Regions from separate parts of the Ovis aries genome. Here region 1 is linked to region 2. A link is a contact called in public Hi-C data. All regions are on one chromosome and are shown on one strand. The core of a region is the stretch at or near the end of the contact, and the rest is flanking DNA. Distances in the headings are between cores, read along the strand shown. Region 1 overlaps KIAA2012 (KIAA2012 ortholog). Region 2 holds the start of FZD7 (frizzled class receptor 7).

Region 1 (6,147 bases), core at 1,155-3,654, 98 kb after region 2:
CTTTTGATAGCTCCTGCCCTTGTACCCACCAAGCGTTTGACCCCTTTGGAGCCTGCAGGTCTGACATTCTCTCACAAGAACTGACACACAACTGGGAAGGAATCAGGTGGCCCACTCTGCCTGATAAGGTGACTTTCAGTCTCTTGATATCAGATGAGCATCCTATACCAAGAGAAATAAGTATTCTGAAACAATCAGAATAAATATAGCCATGTTTCATTTTTATTTAAAACAATAAACAACAACTTGGGAATTAAACATGGCCAACATAGGTTGAGAAGGCAGTGGCAACTCACTCCAGTGTTCTTGCCTGGAAAATCCCAGGGACGGAGGAGCCTGGTGGGCTGCCGTCTATGGGGTCACACAGAGTCGGACACAACTGAAGCAACTTAGCAGCAGCAACATAGATTGAACAGCAACAACAATAACATAGGTTGAAATTGAAGGAAATTTTTAATATATTTTTATTTGTAATTGAAGGATACTTGCTTTACAATATGATGTTGGTTTCTGCCATACATCAACATGAATCAGGCATAGGTATGCACATGTCCAGGGCTTCCCAGTAAAGAACCCACCTTCCAATACAGTAAACATAAGAGACGTGAGTTGGATCCCTGGGTTGGGAGGATCCCCTGGAGGAGGGCACGGCAACCCACTCCAGTATGCTTTCATAGACCATCCCCACAGAGAAGCCTGGCAGGCTATCGTTGATAAGGTTGCAAAGAGTCGGACATAACTGAGCAACTAAAACTTTCACTCACTTTCATCTGTTTTACCTATGGTAGCGTACAGTATATATTTCCATTCTACTCTCGAAATTGAGGGAAATTTTAAGCCACCTATACTGCATGCTAGTATCAGATGCTCTTTGCTGCTTTTCAAGTTTTGAGTGCTTGCTGAAGGATCCCATGATTTGAAGAAAGCAGAAGAGGTTTAGCATGAGACCCCACCTAGTAAGGGTCATCTCTGAAATTGCCTGATTATCTGGCAGGAATGCTATCTCCTTGCTAAAAGCCTGCCGCTAGATTAATGCTAGCATTTGAAAATCTACTTGGGCCCAATGGTGGGCAGCAGGCGAAGGAATGTGTTTTTTGTTTCTCTCTTTAGTGGCAGGAATGGTCACCACAAAAAGACTCTGGGCTCCCAGTTTCAGGCAGGTCTGGAAGTTGTGTAGTCTGTGGTCTGTGAATGTACACACCAGCTCAGGAATAATGGGATAGAACTGTGCCTGTATTCACAGCCAGTTGCCTGCGATGGTTGATGGGTTAGTCAGTTTCTTCAGGTTGATAAGATCCCGCAGATCCCACAGGTCCCGCCACATGGTTCAGAGAGGAAGTGTTACCACCCCCATTGCTCTATCTCCCAGGAATGCAATTTGAGTTGTGTCTCCTCGACAGCTTGGACCTCAGTAAATTACCAGGGTCTTGACCCAAGAGATGGAGAAGTCTTAAGCAATTTTTCAGTCTCCTATCTAAAAACGTGTTTACATTTCTTGAACTCTGGCTGACTGATTCATTCTCCTGGTGTTGCAAGAACTTTCCTTATGCATTAGTATTTATAAGTTTCTTTTCTAAGAGACTCATGGTTCCTTCCAAGCCACGGTCAAGTGAACCTCATCGCAACGCAATTTTGTTGGGCTGGATTTGTCCAGAGGATGGATCAGGGCCAAACAGCTGTGATGTGGCAAGATCAAGTGAGGCTAACAGGAGGAGGCATGAGGTGGAGGGGAAAAGTAGGAGATACTAAGTCAGGAGGTCTGGGTTCAAGTTCTGGTCCCGCGCTCTTTCAAGGTATGGCCTTGAGCCAATCACATGAAATCACTCCCTGGGCCTCAGTTTCCCTAGTTATCTCAAATAACAAATGTTTTCAGTCTGTGCAGAAGCCATTTTCCAGCAAGATAGAACAGCTGAGAAACAACAGAAAAGGGAAACGGAGTCAGCCCACAAAGAAAGAGTAGAGGCTTCAGGTCAAAGAAGCAAAGATGCAGAATTGCATGTGGCCAGACTCGTCACAGAACTACTTAGGACTAGCAAGTATGTAAAGAAGCTTGTGCTGGACGCTAGTCCAGTACCAGAGACTAAAATCCTTTTCAGAGGAGCCATGCACTTAGCTGAATCTGTTCCTCAAATAAACATTCCTTTACAGACATGAAATTTACTTTCTTAGGGGAAAAAAGGAAAAACAAAATAAATCCTATCCTCTAGCAGCATGAAGTTTGAGTCTGGCAGTCTTGGACTCAAATCCTTACTCAAAACCTCACTAGTTGCACACCCTTGGGTGGATTACTTTATCTTTTGAGCCTCAGCGTCCACACCTACAGAGAGTATGACAGCACAACCATGGAGGAGAGTCGTGGTTGTCCGTATGTGCCTGCTTCTGGGTGAGCGGCAAGATTTCTGTTAGTCCCTTCCCACCAGCCCCGTTTTGACCTTTGCCTTTGTTTGCTTGTGTTTCCACCTCTCCTATTGCCCCTCCACATAATGAGGAAAAGGGAAGGCTCTGATCTCTCTATCTGGAAGGTTGCAGAAGCATTTTCCTACTTCAGTGAAGTAGGATCATACAAAATTTATATTCAACAGTATCAGCAGATTTTTTCCATCAATATTTCCTTTTTAATTTCAGCTTTATCTGAATTTTAGTAGCACAAAGAATTTACTTTTGTTCTTTTAAAGAGCAACCAAAACAAGAAAAATAGAAATTTGAATATAAGGTCTATAACACTTTATTAAATGGAGCGTTTAGACTGTGCCTATAGAGGTTACATGTGTTATTTGGTAAGTAAATACGAATGCCATAAGCATGTGTGTGTTTATAGTCTTACACATATGAACTAGGTGTGTAGGTGTATGTTATATATAAAATTTCATGAGACCTATATCTGACAACCTTGACCCTTTTCCCTCTGATTTTCATCATAGTAAACACTGAGTCCAGAACAGATCTTCATATGAATCTTAATGAGACCTCACCTTTGACTCAAAAGCCCGAGAATCAGGTACAGTATTGATTCTTCATGAGCAAGTGAGTGGGAGTCGGGACTTTGAGCTTCTTGTCCCTGCTTGCTGTGTGACCCTGGGTGAGATTCTTCACCTCTCTGGGCCTCATTTGCTTCATCAGTTAAATGAGACAAGTAGACTATAAAATCACAGAGGTTCCTTAACTCATAGACTTGGAATGTCTTAACTCAACTTGGACTGTTTTGTCTGGCTCTTCATAAGCGCGAATAGCTGAATAGGCCTTTCCCTGACTTCTGCAAAGTCAAAAGGGAACAGGAAAACACAGAAAGGCATCCTCCATGGAGGCAGTGGGGACTAAGACTTGGTGCCAATGGGCCCGTTTTTTTCCTACTCTAATTCTCATTCCTGAGAATGAGAAAAAAATAGCAACCAAGAAAAAAATGCAAGGAGACTGTGAAGAAAGGAGAAAAATGCTTTATCTGGGTGGATTAAGAATACTTATTAGTGATTCGAGGACATATGTTCACAAATATTTATAAATTGGTTCCTTAAAATTAAAGATTTGAAGCTGGCACTGCCTTGAGATTCACTCTAGAGAGACAACTCAGGGTATTTCCTAGAGCTCTGTGGGTCTCAGCAGATGCAGCACAGCCCAGGGCTCTCCCTGCTGAGTGACAGCAGCTGGGGAGGAGGGGGCGGTGGGGGAGAGGCGGTGGGGGGGAGGGGCGGGGGAGGGGCGGGGGGAGGGGACGGTTGGGGGGGGCGGTGCTGGTGGTTGAGAGATGAACCAACATGGCCTCTATTTCTCCCTTATCTCCAACTTCCTGGCTTTCTCCTCCCTCACACTCATTAAAAAACAGTAAAAATAAAAGTAGCTTTGTTTCCCTGTGTGTGCCTAGTTGGTTCTGAGGAAGGACCTGAACTCTCACTGTTAGGACCCCAGGCCTGGGTCAGGCCTCCCCTGAGCTGAAACACAACCGAGTCAACCCTTCCTGCTACTGAGGAGCCACACAACCAACATTTGCATTTTTTTTAATATGCCTGTTTTGAAGCTACCCTTTATATGGAATGTGAAAGGTTTTCTTCTTCAAGAGAGGCTGTGACTGAGGAAAATATGCTGTATTTCAATAATTCCACAACTCCAGAGGCCTTGCAAACACCTCATGTACTCCAAATTCACACAGCCCCATCGTTATATTCCAGGAGACCTCATATCACCTGCAATAAGAGTGGCTCAGCTATGTCAAATTAAATCCTAGACTGAATTATTAACCTTGCATCCAGAAAGAGGAACACCAGACCCAGGGTCTTCAACTCTAATCCTGGGTTTCCCCTGTGAGGCTCTGGCAAACCCACTCACTCTGAGACCTGCCCGCATCCCTGCTTTGTGAAAGGATGGGAATTGTTCCCACCAGAACCTGTTGGATTGTTCAAGTTGCAGTAGTCTTGCTTCCTTGAGAAGTAATACCAGAAAGGAAAGCCATCAAGGAAATGTCTAGGCAGTCTCAGTTCAGTTCAGTTCAGTCGCTCAGTCGTGTCCGGCTCTTTGTGACCCCATGAACTGCAGCACGCCAGGCCTCCCTGTCCATCACCATCTCCCGGAGTTCACTCAAACTCACGTCCATCAAGTTGATGATGCCATCCAGCCATCTCATCCTCTGTCATCCCCTTCTCCTCCTGCCCCCAATCCCTCCCAGCATCAGAGGCTTTTCCAATGAGTCAACTCCTCTCATGAGGTGGCCAAAGTACTGGAGTTTCAGCTTCAGCATCATTCCTTCCAAAGAAATCCCAGGGCTGATCTCCTTCAGTGTGTACTGGTTGGATCTCCTTGCGGTTCAAGGGACTCCCAAGAGTCTTCTCCAACACCACAGTTCAAAAGCATCAATTCTTCGGTGCTCAGCCTAGGTAGTCTCACCAGCCTCCAAATCCGGAGAAAATGGGGGTAAGGTCTGAGAGGGGGAGGTGCCTTCCATGCCTTCCTCACCCCCTTACTTCTTGAGGCTAATGGCTCTTTATTAGATTAATCACTGACTTCAACTTTAACTACTTCCTCAACCTACTCCATGTAAATGGCTAATTTCATGTTTACTATAAAGCATCTGGAAAGGATTTAGAAACAAATTTCTGCCCAGCGGATTTCAGTTATGAACCTTGATGGGCCACTGACAAACATGGTAGATTCCTTCCACTGTCGCCTTCCCTCTCTGAAGCAGGCTAGGATATCACACAAAATTGATCTTTATCAGCGCCAGCCGTTTGTGCTCTTCTTTCCTCTCCATGAATCCCCACTCCCACCCCCGACTCCCGCCCCCTACCCCGCCCCCTCCCACCACTGGGATCTGACCATATTAGGAGTTCAGTCACATAAGATACTTTTACTTTTTTATCAGTGTGCTGAGAGGAGGAGGGAAAAACCCAAAGGTGGAATCTTTTGGCATCACCGTGCTTTAAATGAGAAGTCACACACCTCGATTTGGAAAAAAATTTCTGACGGGTGGGTGAGAAAGACAGACAGACAGCGCTTTGCAGGACATGCCTGGGTTCCTGGATTTACCCAGTTCTGGATGCTGCCTCTGGTACCCCCTAGTGGTTGGATTTTAAAACCTCCGCTGTGCGTTTCCGAAGAGGCGGTGGACGCTATGAGGATAAGAAAGAGGCAGAGAGCTCTTGCCTCTAGCACACAGGATGGCAGACCGTGGGCTCGCTCCTGAGGCACCTCTTTCGCACCTGGCCTAGGCGGTAAATCCATAAATAGAGAAGAGTAGCAACCGACATCAACAACTTCCTAGGAGCTGAACGAGGGGGTTTAGTGGGGAAGAAACAAACCTACAAGAGGAAATTGGGAGATGAGAAATGAAGAAAAGAAAAAGGAGACAAGCAGGCCTGTTTCAACTCCAAGCTCCTATTTCCTCTTTCAAATGAGCTGCTTCCCCACTGTGAACAGAATCAAGTATTTATGAAGGCATTTTTTGCATATTAATAGCTGCATGTGGAACATTTCCAGTTCTGAAGTCCTAAAGGTATGGTGCCCTTTTTTTTAATGCAGGTCCTTCAAACTCCTCACAGAATTTGGTATTCGTCTTCCCATGTATTTTCCTTTCTGCCTTGTGGCTCCTCCTAAGGCATTTCATTTGATTAAGGGAAATTAGTTCCTGGGATACCATCAGAAACGAAGCACTGCTCTTAC
Region 2 (5,845 bases), core at 1,454-3,953:
TCCATCCATCACAGAGCCTAAAACAGAATATTTAGCCCCCTACACGATGAGCTTACTTTTCTGAACTACTCCATGTTATTACTTAGCTCCTTGAAATCAGCATTCTATGTCAGATAAGGCACAGAAAGCTACCACACCTCTCTCATAAACAGTGAATTTTTATTTTCCAGATAATTTTGGAGTGGTTTTTTTTTTTTAATCCTCCTAAAAAACACAAAACACTCCCCCCAAAATTGGCCTTTGCTTCTGTTTTTTGCGCTTGTCTACCTGAGTCAGAGCAAGACTCTCATCTGTGATACAGTTCATCAAGATAAATGGGGATGGGTTTTCTGCATCTAATACACAGATTGTTTTAAAAAATATTTCATTTGTCCCTTGAATTTTTAAAAGGCTATTTTCCCCCCTCTTTAAAAAAAAATTATCCCTATTACCTCATCAGGCAGCTGTCTGAGGCTATGAGGAGAAGCTCATAACTAAATTGGTTTTAGCTGTATTTAAGACAGTATTTTATCCTGTCGGTTTTCATTTTATTACATGACAGTGCTTGCAATTTCTCCCTCAATAAGCAAAGATGACTTAGATCAGTGGCCTGATGAATAAGCATGAAAATTTGATTTAGAAAAGGAGAATATCCTGGAGCTCACAGAGAGAAAAAAGGATTTCCAACCCCCCACCACACACACATTTTAAATGACAAAGCAAAGAAGCTGCATTGTCTTTAAACAGCATCTTTCAATGCAATCAATATCAAGGCTCCCCAATGTTAAGTGATAAGAATAATAATTTAGAAAGAAAAAGAGGAGCCCTTGAAAAATACAAAGAGAGAAGAAAACATGTTTAAAGAAAATATTATTAATCTTTCATATTACCTTGAGGCAGACTGCCCAAAAGAAAAAAAAAAAAAAAAAGCCCTGGGTGTGAAGGGAAAACTGATCCTTTGGAAGAAAAAAGACGAGGATTCCTGTTGAGGACCAGATGGAGAATGTGAGCAGTCTGACACCCTACCTTGGCCTAAATGATTCAACCTTCCAGGCCCATTAACAAGAGTGGAGGACAAAGAACTGTGAAGTGGAAGAACAGATTCCCCATAAAGCAGTAATAGAAAAAAAGAAAAACAGAGGAGGCCAAAGTCTCCTATGGAAGGGAACCCAATTAATTGTCTTCGGTTTCAGGATCTGTCTTTTCTTGCTGGAGAAGAGGCTCACTCCGGGCAGCAGAGACAGCAACTTCTAACTTCTGCAAACTTGCATCCTGATCAGAATCCCTCAGGGCTCTAGCGCCTGGAACTGAGCTGGCAGGAGGAAGGGCTAGGCCAGGAGTAACGTTTTTTAAGGCAGAGGACTGGGGGGAGGGCGGAGAGGGAGTGTCACAGAGAAGATTTTTCCTTGCTTAGCATGTCACTTTGCTGCATGGGAATTCATGCTATTCCTCGCGGTCCGGTGAGAAGGTAGGAACATCCCCCACCTCCACCCGCTGTAACTTCTGATTTCGCTGTGAGTAACCAGAGAGCGCGCGCCAGGGCCCAGTGCCTTCAGCGGGGCGAAGATTTGATCGAGAACAAAAGAACGCTTGCCAATCAGAAAACGCTACCCGAGAACAAGGATAACTTCTCTTTGTGTTTTGGAAACTCTTTAATTAGCAAATGCCTTTGGTTTCTAATATGCATTAAAACTTTTCTACGCAGATTCCAAGAATCAAATCATTGCTTCCGCGACGAAGGTGGGACTCCCAAGGGCCACACGCCACGGAACTAAAGAAAATAGGCAATTAAATACTCGCTGTAAACCTGTACAGTGTTCTGGGCACTCGGCCGCAGGTTTTTTTTACAATAATTTCCCGCACTAGTTTTCTTACGATTTCACTAAAGCTATACCAAATCCCTAGACTCTGGGCCGTGCGTGCGGGCAGGGTGGCCTGAAGCCTGAGTCCCCCGCGCCCGCCGCTCGTCGGCCCTGTCCCCTTGGAGGGGTCGACACTTCCTCCTGCCTTAAGCCGGCCCCCTCTGCCCGACTCCTATTTCTCTTCAGCCTGGGCCCCTCCTCCTTTTTACAACCCGGAGAGGGGGTGAGCGGGGATTGTGGCCTCACGTGGTCTAAGTCTGCCGAGAGAAAAGCAATCCGCGAGGCGCACCCATTTCTTGCCCCATTCCGAACCCCGCATTTAGGATCCTGTCACCTAAAAGCCCCCCTCCAAATCCAGCATTTTCAGCCCAAGGAGTGCTAAACACAACTCCGGGTCGCGTTTCTCTCCGGGGAGGTGCTATTCTTATTCTCAACCTCTCCATGCAAAAGCCTTGCCCGGTGCGCCCTTCTGTTCAGGAATCTGTATTTTAGTGTACCCGGAACACTAAGGAACAAATATTTCAAGCAAATTCCCTTTCTGGTGCGCTTCTCTACCCCCTCCCCCCAGTGAATTCAGGGTAAAAGTTTTTCTTAACTTTTCCCTCCCAGCCCCCTGCCCCTCCCCTCAGGAATCCGCCCAGAGCTCCGCAGACCTAGCCTCTCTCGTTCCCTTGCCCGCCCCTTCCGACTTCCACCCAATCCGAAGACAGTCACACAGAAAACAAAGGCTGCTATTGGGCCTCCCTGGAGCTCGAGGGCCCGCCCCCGGAGTGGTTTGTGAATGGGGGGAGGGGAGGGGGCGGGGCGGTCCGGAACCCTGAGAGCCCGACGCTTCTTCTGTAGAGTTGCGCGGCTCCGAGGCGTTACTCTGCGCTCCCTCCCGGCGGGCAGCGCTCCCTCACCGCTCAGAGTTGCGCGGGGCTGGAGAGGCCAGGCCCAGGCCGCGGGCACCAGGACCTCGCAGCCTCGGACGCAGTGTGACTGGATTTCTTAAAAGAACTCGCCGAGCTCTTGGCTCCAAGACGCCGATCGGACTCAGAGCGAGAATTAGCCGTTTGGCTGAAAGTTGGAGCCAAGCTTCTGGGGCTGAAGAAGGAGCAAGGAGCGGAGAAGGAGGCGAAGGAGGAGGCGGCGGCGAGCGGAGCCTCGAGGAGAGGAGGCGGAGCAGCACCGTTGAGGCGGCGGCTTTGGCTAGCAAGCGGGGGCGCCGGGGTCTCGCCTGCCGGGGCCAGACTTAGTGTGGGGGTGCGGCGCGCGCCCTATTGAGCTCAGTGAGTCGGGAGACTTGGGCAAACTTTGAAGGGTAACCGGAGACGCTTGTTGCTCCTCGCCGCAGAAAAAGCCGCACCGTTACGTCGCATCAAGAGGAGAAGGCGGCCCCCCATCTGCGCCCCCAGCCCAGCGAGACGAGTTTGGACCCCCGGCGGCTGCGCCAGTGCTGGGCGGAGGCGGCGGCGCCCCCGTGGCGGGAGCACCCCAGCTGCAGCGCCCTCTGTTCCGCGCCGCCCACGGCCCAGCCCCGGCGCCGGGAGGACTCTCATGCGCCCGGCGCAGCGGCGCCTCCCCCGATCCCAGCCTCTCCCGGCTGCCTGGTCGCGTTTCTCGGGCTGAGAGTGCCGCTGCACCCGCGGCCGGCGATGCGGGGCTCCTGCGCGGCGGTGTCGCGCTTGCCTCTGGACCTTTGCACCCTGGCGCTGGCGCTGCTGGGCGCACTGCCCGCGGGCGCCGGGGCGCAGCCGTACCACGGAGAGAAGGGCATCTCAGTGCCAGACCACGGCTTCTGCCAGCCCATCTCCATCCCTCTGTGCACGGACATCGCCTACAACCAGACCATCTTGCCCAACCTGCTGGGTCACACGAACCAAGAGGAGGCGGGCCTCGAGGTGCACCAGTTCTACCCGCTGGTGAAGGTGCAGTGTTCTCCCGAGCTGCGGTTCTTCCTCTGCTCCATGTACGCACCCGTGTGTACGGTGCTCGACAAGGCCATCCCTCCGTGCCGCTCTCTCTGCGAGCGTGCCCGCCAGGGCTGTGAAGCACTCATGAACAAGTTCGGCTTCCAATGGCCTGAACGGCTGCGTTGCGAGAACTTCCCCGTGCACGGCGCTGGCGAGATCTGCGTGGGCCAAAACACGTCGGACGGCTCCGGGGGCGCGGGCGGCGGCCCCACCGCCTACCCTACCGCACCCTACCTGCCCGACCTGCCCTTCACCGCGCTGCCTCCGGGGGCCGCCGACGGCCGGGGCCGCTCCGCTTTCCCCTTCTCGTGCCCCCGCCAGCTCAAGGTGCCCCCCTACCTGGGCTACCGCTTCCTTGGCGAGCGCGACTGCGGCGCCCCTTGCGAGCCGGGCCGCGCTAATGGCCTTATGTACTTTAAGGAGGAGGAGAGGCGCTTCGCCCGCCTCTGGGTGGGCGTGTGGTCTGTGCTGTGCTGCGCCTCGACTCTCTTCACCGTGCTCACCTACCTAGTGGACATGCGGCGGTTCAGCTACCCGGAGCGGCCCATCATCTTCCTGTCAGGCTGCTACTTCATGGTGGCCGTGGCGCACGTGGCCGGCTTCCTGCTGGAGGACCGCGCGGTGTGCGTGGAGCGCTTCTCCGACGACGGCTACCGCACGGTGGCGCAGGGCACCAAGAAGGAGGGCTGCACCATCCTCTTCATGGTGCTCTACTTCTTCGGCATGGCCAGTTCCATCTGGTGGGTCATCTTGTCGCTCACTTGGTTCCTGGCGGCCGGCATGAAGTGGGGCCACGAGGCCATCGAGGCCAACTCGCAGTACTTCCACCTGGCCGCCTGGGCGGTGCCCGCTGTCAAGACCATCACCATCCTGGCTATGGGCCAGGTGGACGGGGACCTGCTCAGCGGGGTGTGCTACGTGGGCCTGTCCAGCGTGGACGCGCTGCGGGGCTTCGTGCTGGCGCCCCTGTTCGTCTACCTCTTCATCGGCACGTCCTTCCTGCTGGCGGGCTTCGTGTCTCTCTTCCGCATCCGCACCATCATGAAGCACGACGGCACCAAGACTGAGAAGCTGGAGAAGCTGATGGTGCGCATCGGCGTCTTCAGCGTGCTCTACACGGTGCCGGCCACCATCGTTCTGGCCTGCTACTTCTATGAGCAGGCCTTCCGCGAACACTGGGAACGCACCTGGCTCCTGCAGACTTGCAAGAGCTACGCGGTGCCCTGCCCGCCAGGCCACTTCCCGCCCATGAGCCCCGACTTTACCGTCTTCATGATCAAGTACCTGATGACCATGATCGTCGGCATCACCACTGGCTTCTGGATCTGGTCGGGCAAGACCCTGCAGTCGTGGCGCCGCTTCTACCACAGACTCAGCCACAGCAGCAAGGGGGAGACTGCGGTATGAACCCCGGCCCCTCCCCCACCCTTCCTTCCCGCCGCCGGGGGTGGGAAAGGGGCGGTAGGGAAAGAACTGCGGGGTGGGGGGACTTGTTTCTGGAACCTCCTTCCGCTCCAGTGAGAAGTCACCTGGAAATGAGAAGATATATGTAGATATATGTGGGTTGGGAAAAGAGGCCTGGGTGGAAATACGGTTTGGATGAAAAGACTTCTGGCAAAGACTTGCAGGATGATGCTGGTGATGGTAACAGTGATGTTAATCATGTGCGGTACGGGCCGCCTTGGGCCTGTCGGAAAAGATTGAGATCAGAAGGTTGCTGTGAGTTCTTCCCGGCTCTGGGCCGAACTGGGACTGTGAGCGATTTCCCTGCTGCAAGACAAGTGGCCTGTCCTCACTCCTGTGAGGCCCGGGTGAAAGGTACAGCTGTCTGAGGCCGCTGCTTTGTTAGGAAAAGGGAGGACACCCTGCAGTGTCCTTGTCAAGCGGTGGTCAAACCATAATCTCTTTTCACTGGGGCCAAACTGGAGTCCAGATGGGTTAATTTCCAGGGTCAGACATTACAGTCTCCACCTCTGCCTCCTCCCCGCCTGTTTTTCTTCCTCTACTCCTTTCAAGTCTTGTAAAATAACCATTTTGAAGTCTTGGGAG

Evidence for each region. A called contact is a pair of places that touch in the nucleus more often than the background predicts.
Region 1: a contact with region 2 is called in a Hi-C map of liver, with 3 times the contacts expected there. The contact joins the enhancer-like site here to the promoter of FZD7 in region 2. A contact is called at or near these places in 2 of 16 Hi-C or Micro-C datasets (liver and muscle).

What each region holds. Positions count from the first base shown.
Region 1 is chr2:204,446,362-204,452,508 of ARS-UI_Ramb_v3.0, forward strand. It overlaps KIAA2012 (KIAA2012 ortholog), which reads left to right. Exons shown (of 21, transcript XM_060410262.1): 10 at 2,922-2,998. Among named protein-coding and RNA genes, the nearest start is that of KIAA2012, 58 kb to the left of the region's middle. Within about 2 kb of position 2,405, at least 4 of the 54 cell types and tissues checked have an H3K27ac peak or open chromatin away from gene starts, as enhancers often do. A contact at or near this core is called in liver, where this site is marked.
Region 2 is chr2:204,347,802-204,353,646 of ARS-UI_Ramb_v3.0, forward strand. It overlaps FZD7 (frizzled class receptor 7), which reads left to right and starts at 2,704. Exons shown (of 1, transcript XM_015093488.3): 1 at 2,704-5,845. The coding sequence starts at 3,479. The coding sequence ends at 5,203.